Regions from separate parts of the Rattus norvegicus genome. Here region 2 is linked to region 1. A link is a contact called in public Hi-C data. All regions are on one chromosome and are shown on one strand. Each heading gives the region's core, a stretch centred on a gene start, on an enhancer-like site or on the middle of the called end of the contact. The rest is flanking DNA. Distances are from core to core; before and after follow the strand shown.

Region 1 (5,620 bases), core at 742-3,241:
CCCCTTCCCCTCCCCCTGGAGCTCCCCCTTCTCTCTCTCTCTCTCTCTCTCTCTCTCTCTCACACACACACACACACACACAGACACACATACACACTCACACACATAAGTGCACACTTAAGTGTGTGGCTATGGTTGTGTGGCTGGGTGTTACCTTGGTTGACTAACGTAGCATCTGGAACATACTATGTCTACATCTGAGGCCAATGCCTCAGCTTCAGAATCTCACATGCAAATGCCCTGGTATCAAAAGTGTCCTATAAAGCTAAGCCAACAAATCGGTGACAGCTTCATCAGATAAAGTTGTTGGAGATGCTGACTGTGATGGTTTGTATATGCTTGGCCCAGGGAGTGGCACTATTTAGGAGGTGTGGCCTTGTTGGAGTGGGTGTGGCCTTGTTGGGGTGGGTGTGGCCTTGTTGGAGGAGGTGTGTCACTGTGGGCACAGGCTTTAAGACCCTCATCCTAGACGCCTGGAAGTCAGTAGTCTCATAGCAGCCTTCAGATGAAGATGTAGACCTCTCAGCTCCTCCTGTACCAGGTCTGCCTGGATGCTGCCATGCTCCCACCTTCACGATACTGGACTGAACCTCCGAACCTGTAAGCCAGCCCCAATTAAATGTTGTCCTTATAAGAATTGCCTTGGTCATGGTGTTGCTCACAGCAGTAAAGCCCTAACTAAGACACTGACAAACTGACTTAGATCAAGAATCATGGTGGTGATAAGAAATACTCTGTTCTATTACTCCAATTTTCTTGCCTCCAATTTGAGTAGAAAAGTATGCATTGGGGCGTAGAGGAGAAAGGGGTAAGGGAAGGGCACATGGCAGGTTAAGGTGTGGCCTTCATTCCCGGCCATCAAATAAAAACGTCACATCACACTGTGCCTCAAAAGGAGAAGTCCCTGGGCTCTTTTGGGCCGAGGATGGAGAGAATCTGTGACCAGGGGCTGCTTCATAAGACCATTAGTATTAGGATCTAAAGACCAGGCTTGCGGTCCTCCACCCACAGCCAGAGCCTTTCACTGTCCTGTCAAGAAGAGCTGCTTTACAAAGCCTTTTCTGAGAATACAGTAGCGACCCCTTGCTCCTGGGTCCCACCTGGAACACGGAGACCGACTCTGTCCTATAGCAGGCAGGTTGACTGTCTCTAGGAACAGAGGCACAGGTGCTGACAGTTCACAGCACGCCTGTGTACACAAGGGGGAGTGTCAGGTAGAGCATGGGTGTGGATCACAAGACAACGCAGCTTTCAGGAGGTACCAGACACGTGACTCCTGCTGTTACTCCCACATCTTGGGGATGTTGTATTTGTCCCAAAGGTTTATGGGTAAGCGCCGTTGGTTTAGGTGAAATTTCAAGCTCTAACAGTGAGAAATGAAGGAAAAGTAATTTAAACTGTGGGAAGGGCTGCGGTGGAGAGGGAGGACCCTCCAGATGCTTTCTAGGTGCATGCGGACACTTCCCATTCTCACAGCAATGCAGCTTGCTGGATGAAGCAAGCAGGCCCATAGACCACTTTGGTCAGAGACACGTGTGGTTCTACACACGCCCCTAACTCACCATCTTTCTGAGTTAACTGCAGGGACAGAAATTCATTAAATGCACCATGCATGTAATTACATATAATATAATTTGAGGAGCTTGATCAAAATGAACATCCCTGGAGAGCCTGTCCCCAGCTAGCCAGCAGGGTGGCTGAGAGGTTCAGGCTTACAAAGTTTGAGAACAGGCATACAGAAACACAACTTTAATCTCTCTCTCTCTCTCTCTCTCTCTCTCTCTCTCTCACACACACACACACACACACACACACACACACACACACACCATCTCCACAGCCCTAAGAGAACGAATATTTGAAAAATAGGGTCCTCCTTGAATTCGTCCCCGAGTTTTGTGCCTCATAACTTTAATGGGTAAGTGAGTGTCCCTTCAAAACAGAGAAAGGACAAAGTGCTGTGTGACCGCAGCTCACAGTGAAAGGTCACATTCTTTGCAATCCAGTTTCGTAATTCTCTTCTAACTCAGATCTTCCAAGAAATAGCCTTCCTCACAGACTTGAGGACCACACGCAGAAAAGTGAGATACCCCTCCAGACCAGGGCAGCAGGGAAGACAGTGGGGACGTTTAAACCTCACCTCTGCTGTAGGGACACAGAAGCGTGGACATTTCATCTTCGCTGTTTGGGTGGCAGTGTAGGTAGAAGTTGGTAGATTGTCGTTGTGCATTTTGCTTTACGGGAAGGAAGCTGGAGAGCCCAGGCCTGTCCACCCCCTCTCATGGTAGGAGACCTGACAGAGAGAACGGTTTGCCTGTGCCTGTGACTCCAGGCACCTTGCAGGGCAGGTTTGGGGGCTGATCTGCCCCCTGCCCGCATTGCCTGGGCCTCTCTTGTAACCCCAGATTCCTCCTTTCTCCATTATTCCTTTGAATCTTTTTCCTCTTTGAACATATCTTCTAAAAATAAAACTCAAGGCTGTTGAGTTTGTGAGCTTCTCCTGTCAGTGGGATTTCCAGTTTCATTGCACCTACACGGTGCCCTCCCTGCGGGACCTGCAGAGGGCTTTCTTGGCATATTTTCTGGGAATCTGCAACTGAAAAATTGTCTTTTAATAACTGACCGATTTCCTGTTATCAAAGGAGATTTATAACCCTCTTCCAGAAAACCCAGAGCTGAATATAACATTCAGCCATGGCCTCTGGACCACCCTAAAGATGTTTTCCCCTCCCATGATGAAGTTCTAAAGTGTGCACTTCAGCTCCATTCGATTTTGAGCCAAAGCTCCTTAGAAACATGGTCCTTTGAAGAAGTGTTCTATTCATTAATTTTTAAAGCATACAAAGTTCTAGGTTTTGTTAGAGCATTTTATGCATACACAACATTGTCCTGTGCTCATCTAACACCCCCAACTCTCTCTGTTATTCCTCCTCTCCCTTTCCCAGGCCGTCATGTCCCCAAACAAAACCATAAGATTGCTAAGTTGAAAGCCAAGTATGGTGGTACACACCTATAATCCTAGCATCCAGAAGGCTGAGGCAAGAAAATTGTCCTGAGTTCAAGGTCGGTCTGGGCCACAGAATGAAACCTTGTCTCAAATAAACAAAAATACACCCACATGTGCATGTGCACACACACACACAAGCACACACACAAGCATGCACACACATGCATGCACACACAGGCACACACATACAATTGAACTGGGTAGACCACACAATACAAGTCATTGTTGTCGTAAGCCCTGAGAGTGCTTCAGAGTGAGTGTTCTTATAGAAGAAACGTGGCCGTGAGATGACACGGTGGCAGTACCAGGCTTATGACACAGAGCAGAGACACTAAACCAAGGAACAAGGAACGCTCACGGTTGGATGGAGGAACATTGAGGCTTAATGTGAGTTTCTCTTAGCAATTAATGTAAAACGTCACGGGATAAAATCATCTTTGTACTTCACAGAGAAAAAAATGAAAAGCAGAGCCACAGGGTCCCTGTGACTTGGGACACCAGCAGGAAACCATGGGCCCTGGTCCTTAGACAACCCACTGTTATGGTGCTGAGGGCTGCTGCCTTTAGTCAGAGGGATCGGAACCAGGAACTGCACGGGCAGAAGGATTCCAGGCTGGGCTCACTTTCATTTGTTTTTGTTTGTTTGTTTGTTTGTTTGTTTGTTTTGGTCTTTTTAAAAAGTATTTCTTGATTGAGTGTATGTGTGTGTGTATGGATGTTTGGTCTGCCTGTATGTCCTGCAGCACATGCATGCCTGGTACCCAGAGGCCAGAAGAGCCTGTCAGGTCTCTGACACTGGAGTTACAGATGGTTGTGAGCCACCATGTGGATACCGGGACTCAAAGCCTGGTCCTCTGGGAGAGCTTTGAACCCCTGAACCATCTCTAGCCCTTGAGTTTCATTTTCTTACTCTATCAAATGGGGTCACAGTCCTCACGCCCACTGAGCAGCCCAGAAAAGGAAACCGTATGGCTTATCAGAGGAACGAGTGCAGTGTCTGAAGTTTCCTCTGAGATTTGAATGTACCTTGTCAGAAGATGAACCGTGGCAGTTTCTGTCTCATAGAGAATCCTGTGCACAGCTTTACATTAGATTTTAAACGATGATTAAAAACAAAATCAAAAGACAAGCCGTCAGTTATTACGTATGCAGAGACATTCATATCTCGCTAGTGTTCTGTTCCCTTGATTTCTCCAGCCTGCAAACTCATGTAAGATTCCAAACTCACAGATTCCAGGAGCTCGCCTTCTGTCCCCCTTGCTCACAACTGACCACTAGAGGGCACCCGCTATCCTGTATCCACTACCTAACACCCTATGGATGGGCTGTGTCTGGTCAGTAATTCACACACATGGAGGCTTGCATTTTGTGCTTGGTTTCTTTCCCTCTCGTTTGCAAGATATACCATGGCATGTGTAGAACAAGAGCTCGCTCGTTCCTTTGGCTCTACAGATCACCTGATACCTCAGCTCTTCGTTCCAACAGTGATGGGATTCACATTTGCAGAGCAAGGACTCTGAAGCCATGCCACCGTGAAATTCTTGCGTGTGCCTTCTACTATTCAACCTGTATTGCTGACCGGAAGGCATGAATTCAGCTTCAGCCAATCCCATTTTACGCTCAGTGGAGTGTAGGTGGCCCTCATCCTCGATAAGCAGTATAGAAATCTCTTCTCTTTGGGTTTGGAGTCTCCAGAGGAGCGGGGCCAACAGAATATGAACGTACAGTTTGTGCATTTCTGCGCAGACATGAGAAGGAGATTCGTTTGCAGAGTCTGGCTATTGTGAAAACTATGAGGTCCCAGGATCTCCTATCTGTAAGCTAGAGAATCAGGAAAACTGGTGATGTGCTCAGTCCACACCCTAAGGTCTGAGAACAGGGAAGCCAGCACCACCCCAAGTACTGTCCCTAGTTTTCAGGGCCAAGAACTAGAAGTCCCAAGCCCAAGGGCAGGCCCAGAGCGGCCCAGCTGCCTGCTTTTCTGCTACTCTCTTGGTCACTGTGAGTTTTGTTGCTGTTGTCTTGTCTTCACCAAAGTCGCTCTACCTTGTGCCCTTCTGTCCTGACGTGGCCCTCGATTGATTGGACGGTGCTCACTCACACTAGAGAGAGATAACCTCCTTTTCTCAGTCCACTATTCAAACACCGATCCCTCCTGGAAACACCTCACAGACACACCTGGAAATAGCTACCTGCTAACTGGTCATCCCTTAGCACAGCAGGTTGATAGGCAAATCCCCTCTCCCGTACCCTGTGCCTCCTTGTGCATTTTATTTGCAATCCCAGATGACTGGCGGGCCCGCTGCATGTTTAACATTACATTATGTCATTTAGATAAATTAAAGCACTTGTCTATACCAACAACACAGGCCCAAACACATGGAGAAACTGAAATGTAAACAAACTTGACAGGGCACAGATAGAATGAAGGCTTTCAATATTCTTATTGAAGAGTTCAGATGAATTGACCTCACATAGTCGAAGACAAATAGAATTCTTAAGGCAGTCTTTCCTCATGCAAAAATATATGTGAAATATGCAGCACAAAGTTGGAAATATGTAACTTTTCCTTGCTTTTTTGTCTTTCAAAAGATGAACTTTATAGCATTTGTG
Region 2 (5,007 bases), core at 1,187-3,686, 56 kb after region 1:
GACCAACATGGCATGCATTCTCTTATATATGGATGTTAGCTTTTAAGCCTTCATCATGCATGCTACAATCCATGTAGCCACAAGGTTAGGAATAGAATACAGGGCTATGGGGAGAGGAGGCTCTCTCAAGGCAAGGGAAATCAAATAGATAGCTATAGAAAGACAGGGTAGAGACTAGAATCGAAACGGAGTGAAGAGGGGGAAAAGGAGGGAAATTCGGGTAGGGACAACTAACTAAGGTATATTTGAGGGATCATATGGAAACTTACAGTAGAAAAAATTTAAATATGTACATATATGAAAGAAATCTAAATGGAATCACCAAATACCAGGGGAGATAATGCCCCACCTGGACATCTTTTACCACCAAGGGAAACCTCAGTGCCAGGAATAGGTTACATGTAATTGAGCTGTTGGCCAAAGAGGCCCCATGGAAACCCCAAACATCTCAAGCTGTGGCCAAGCTCTTGGTTCCTGTCCACAACTTGATGTTAAGGCCGCATTGCTGAAGACACCACATCATACCTGAGTATGGAGAAGTCAAGCTTGTGCGTAACTAAACCCTTCACTCTTGCTGACCCATGCTCATGGTACTGGGAGGTATTCTGCCCTGTACCAGAGGATAAAGGTACTACCCTACCAACTCAGTTACAAACGCTGAGATCTACAATGGTAACCTGCCTGCATGAAGCCATGGTCCTAGGAGAAAACCAAATACTATTGTTCTACTAAAGGGACAGCCATAGAATGATTCCTAATGACATTCTGCTATAGCCACAGATCAGTGTCTCATTCGGTCATTATCAGAGAAAGCTCCCAGCTGTGGTAAATGGGAACTAATACAGAGAGACCCTCACCTGAACAATGTGCAGAGTGTGAGAGCCTTTGGAATTCTCCATCATAAATGGGATGTCTTTATCATCACTCCCCCCCCACGCACACACATACACATTCAGGGAGCTATGCAGAGGGGATGAGGACACCAAGGAAACAGTATCCTCCAAACACAACAGGACTGATGTGCACATGAACTCAAAGAGGCTGTGGCAGCATGACAGGCCCCAGGCAGACACAGTCCCAGCACCGAGTGGGCTGCTAAATGGACATGAGCTCCCATCTCTAACCAAGAAGCCATCTCTGACAAACACGGGCAAAGGAAAAACTTAACTCCTTCAATGGAGTCTGACTGGGTGTATAAACTACAGTGAAGGGTGGGCCTCATGCCCAGCAGTGGATGGCCAACACAGAATAACTCAATGGCATCTTCATCTCGTAATGCTTTGTTTTGGCATATTTATTATGGTTTCCAAGTTTGTGTGTTTTATGGGTTTTGCTCTCTGTCTGTCTGTCTCTCTCTGTCTCTCTCTGTCTCTCTGTCTCTCTGTCTCTCTGTCTCTCTCTCTCTCTCTCTCTGTGCTTTACTTATGTTTTTTTTAAATTCTGGTTTGTTTGTTTTTGTTTGCCTGTTGTTTTCTAAAGAGAGAAAGTTTGGAGTCAAATGCATAAGAAGGAGGGTCTGGGAGAGCGGGAGGGAAGGGTAACTATGACCAGAGTATATTGTGTGAATTTTTTTTTATTTTAAAAAGTCTGACTAAAGTGTGTGTGTGTGTGTGTGTGTGTGTGTGTGTGTGTGTGTGTGTGTGTGTGTGTGTGTGTAATTAAAAAGAAGAACCACAGCTCTGTTCTCAAAGGGAATGAGATGGTGTCGTCTAGTATGGCCTGGGAACACAGGTTTGGGTTACTCCAAAAGTTCTATGTTCCAACGTGATAACTATTGCATGCCAGTTTTTACAGTTATAGAACAAAGAACATCATAAATCAAGACACTTTTTCAAATACATTGGTGGAAACATCAGGTTGGTGAGCGTGCTGTCTAGTTTTCTGCCAAGTTGACACAAACTAGAGCCCTCTGGAGAGAGGGACCTTCAACAGAGGACCTGGCTCTGTAGGACTTGCCTGGAGGCAACCCTGTGGCCATTGTCTTGGTGAATGATTGAGGTAGGATTGCTCAGCTCACGTGGATGGTGCCTATCTCAGGCAGGTGTTTCTCAATGGTGTAAGAAACCAAACTGAGCGGGAAGTAGGAAGTAAGCCATGAGCCTACTCCACGGCCTGTTTCAGTCTCTGCCTCCCGCTTGCTCTCTGACGAACTATAACGAACTATAAGCTGTAAGAGAAAATACCCACCACCAGCAGCAGCAGCCAAGCCCCGCAAATGTAGCCCTTGTCTTTCGTTTCTCGTATGTTAAAACCAAGTCTGCAGCAGACTTGTCCCTGTATGTGAAATTGTACTCAGTTGCATCATCAAAGGAGTCATGGCCGCTTCTCGGCTCTGCTCTTCCTCTCAAGTGGGCCCAGGGATTGCACTGTGGACACTAAGCTTCTTAGTTTAGCAGCAGGTCAGCAGGAGCCACACTGGAACAACTCTCACATTGTGTTCCGGCTCTGAGTTCCAACAATCCGGCGATTGTTTCCCATGTGGAACCTCCTGGAGCTAGGGCCACGAGAGTTGACTCGCAGACCGGGGAAAATCTAACAACAAGTAAGTTCAAGGTGAGGACCATGTCCCCTCCATGGGGACTCTGCAGTGCAGTTCTAAAAACAGAACCACTAAAAAAAAAAAACGGGATAATAGCTGTCTTGTAGAGAAAGAGACAAGAAAAGAAAAACTCTTCATTTCTACATTTGCTGGAGATACCAGATAAAGCAGAGCCACAGCCCTGGACAAGCCTGGGTTCATACATTCAAAGACTACATGTCACTGAGGCTGTGACTCCTGCAAACACTGGCAGGCTTATGAATCTACTTCCTGTCTGAAAACTGTATTCCTGGGAACCTTCGATTAAGTCCAACATGAAGGGGTGATAAGAACAGAAAAAAGAAAAGGAAAGAACTTTCTTCTTGCCAGAGTCATGGAGGAATAAATGGGGCTTTTTATAACTCTATCAGGGAAGGGAAATCCTAGAAATTAAAATAGATGTGTTAAAGGGGGTAGGGGGACAACTCAAGGTAACTACAGAACAGCTAGGTGTTGGCACTCACCAGGAGCACTGTGGACAGTCCGTGGGGTACCCAGAGAAAGAGACCTGGATGATCAAAATCTCTACCATGTAGTCCTAAGAAACAGCAGCAGCAGCAGCAGCAGCAGCAGCAGCAGCAGCAGCAGCAGCAGCAGCAACAGGTTATCAAGTAATCAATAAAATATAAAATAATTCGAAGTCCTAGGAAAAAATGCAACCAGACACATTAGCTCTTTGTTTAAATAAAATGGTTTTTTTCCTTGCAGAGAGTAGTAGGTACAAATTTCTGAGTTTACATCAGGATGTTCCCTTTGCTGCACTTGGGTCACTCTCCCAATATTCATGTATTTAAATTCTTATTCTGTAAGTCCTGGTGTAACAAAACACCACAGACTGAGTGACATTTCTTCTTCACAGTTTTGGTGTTGTGCCTAAACGTCCAATATCGAGACCCTACCAGGTCTGGTGCCTGAAGAGTGCCAGGATCTGCTTTCAACTCTCAAGTGCTGAAAAGCTCTTGATCCACCCTGAGGGCTCTGCCCTGACATCTTAAGGCCCCGCCCCTCTGAATCCCGGCAGAGGTGGTTAAGTCTCGGATTTGGGAATTTAACCACCACAGTTCTGAACGACCTGTTGCCCGAGAGCTTCTCGTTTACAGTGTGGATGTGGTCTGTTAATAGTTCAGAATAAAGCCCTGGCTGAGCATTCTGGGAGCATCTAGTCTAAGGTTGTTTCCCTCGAATTCTTCCCGGAGTGCCCTCTGCACCTGCGGGTGGGAGGTGCTAAAGGGTGCGGACTCCCGACTGGCTCCTTCGGTTCTCTTCAGGAGAGCCCACTAAATTGCTGTTTTACACACAGTGAGCCTGGGGGGGGGGGGGGAAACTCAGGCTTTAGCTCACCACACAGTGAGGCTAGGGGAGACTCAGGCTGCAGCTCACCAGGTAGTCCTCAGTTTATATCATATCAGCTCTCTGCCTTCTTCTCACCCTTAACTTTATAGACCCCGAACACAGAGCTTCCAAGAGGTTTTGCTCAAAAACATGTTTCTCATATTCTCCTCAGCGCTCTTTGTGGATATTCTGGATGGTAACACTCCACCGTGTTCTAAGCCGGTTGAGGGGAGGAGCCCTAAGGTACTTTTTTACTCTGTCTTGAAGGAAGTTTTTAAATCTACCACTCACTTGCTTCTCTAGGCCACCGAGGCCTGATTTCTTTTGCTGCTACTGTTACCAAGTTAGAGTCTTAGAAGGGAGGGGAAACACTGGTAGCGACCGACCGCAGTGGAGGCAGAAGTGACTGGGATTTTGTCTTCCTCCTCTACTTCCGTGTCCTGACTCAGCAAAATCGAACTATTCGGAATTCCTTAAAACCGCCTTTTAAAAGTAGCCACAGGATGTATTTTAAAGCACCACCCCCCTCCCCCATAGGTTTTGAAGTTTTACCCCTTATTCTTCTCCAAATATGGCAGCGTTCTCACCTCTGTGTGGACAGTAGTCCACATATACAGAAATCCCCATTTCTGTTGAGCTCGCTGATACACTTAACTCTCAGTAATAAATACGCAGTGGAATCTCAGTATAACCCACAAGCCTCTCAGCCCTTTGCCTAACATTCCCAGCAGTGAAATGCTCAGCCCGGTTTTTATTTTCTGTGATACATAAAAACATACAAAATATTGCACATGCTGCTAGGGTATCATAGAGTGTGCACCCGGTCAGATCCAAATGAACTGGACGTTGTTAAGGTTTTTTAGCACACATTGTTGATGGCCTTGTAGAGAGTTTATACTCCTATTCAGGTCTAGGATTGATTTTTCTTCCAACCCCAGATGTTGTGCTTTTAAACTTGCAAGTCTGACAGGGAACATGCCATCTTGTTTCAACTTTAGGCTGCGTTTCGTGTCAGCTATGAGAGCCCTGCTGGTATTGTGAGTGGGCAGGTCTGGGTGCACCTCGGGGCACTTCCTTTACCTTTGCTGGCTCCAGGT

The links. A called contact is a pair of places that touch in the nucleus more often than the background predicts.
Region 2: a Hi-C map of Schwann cells shows a contact between it and region 1, with 2.2 times the contacts expected there. The contact joins two enhancer-like sites. A contact is called at or near these places in 6 of 12 Hi-C or Micro-C datasets (Schwann cells, frontal cortex, kidney and 3 more).

Annotation. Positions count from the first base shown.
Region 1 is chr15:38,845,845-38,851,464 of GRCr8, forward strand. All of the region lies in intron 3 of LOC120097002 (a long non-coding RNA gene), which reads left to right. LOC120097003 (a long non-coding RNA gene) reads right to left here. Exons shown (of 2, transcript XR_005493999.2): 2 at 5,432-5,620. Among named protein-coding and RNA genes, the nearest start is that of Spata13, 110 kb to the right of the region's middle. Within about 2 kb of position 1,992, at least 2 of the 93 cell types and tissues checked have an H3K27ac peak or open chromatin away from gene starts, as enhancers often do. A contact at or near this core is called in Schwann cells, where this site is marked.
Region 2 is chr15:38,901,130-38,906,136 of GRCr8, forward strand. All of the region lies in intron 3 of LOC120097002 (a long non-coding RNA gene), which reads left to right. Among named protein-coding and RNA genes, the nearest start is that of Spata13, 51 kb to the right of the region's middle. Within about 2 kb of position 2,437, at least 38 of the 93 cell types and tissues checked have an H3K27ac peak or open chromatin away from gene starts, as enhancers often do. A contact at or near this core is called in Schwann cells, where this site is marked.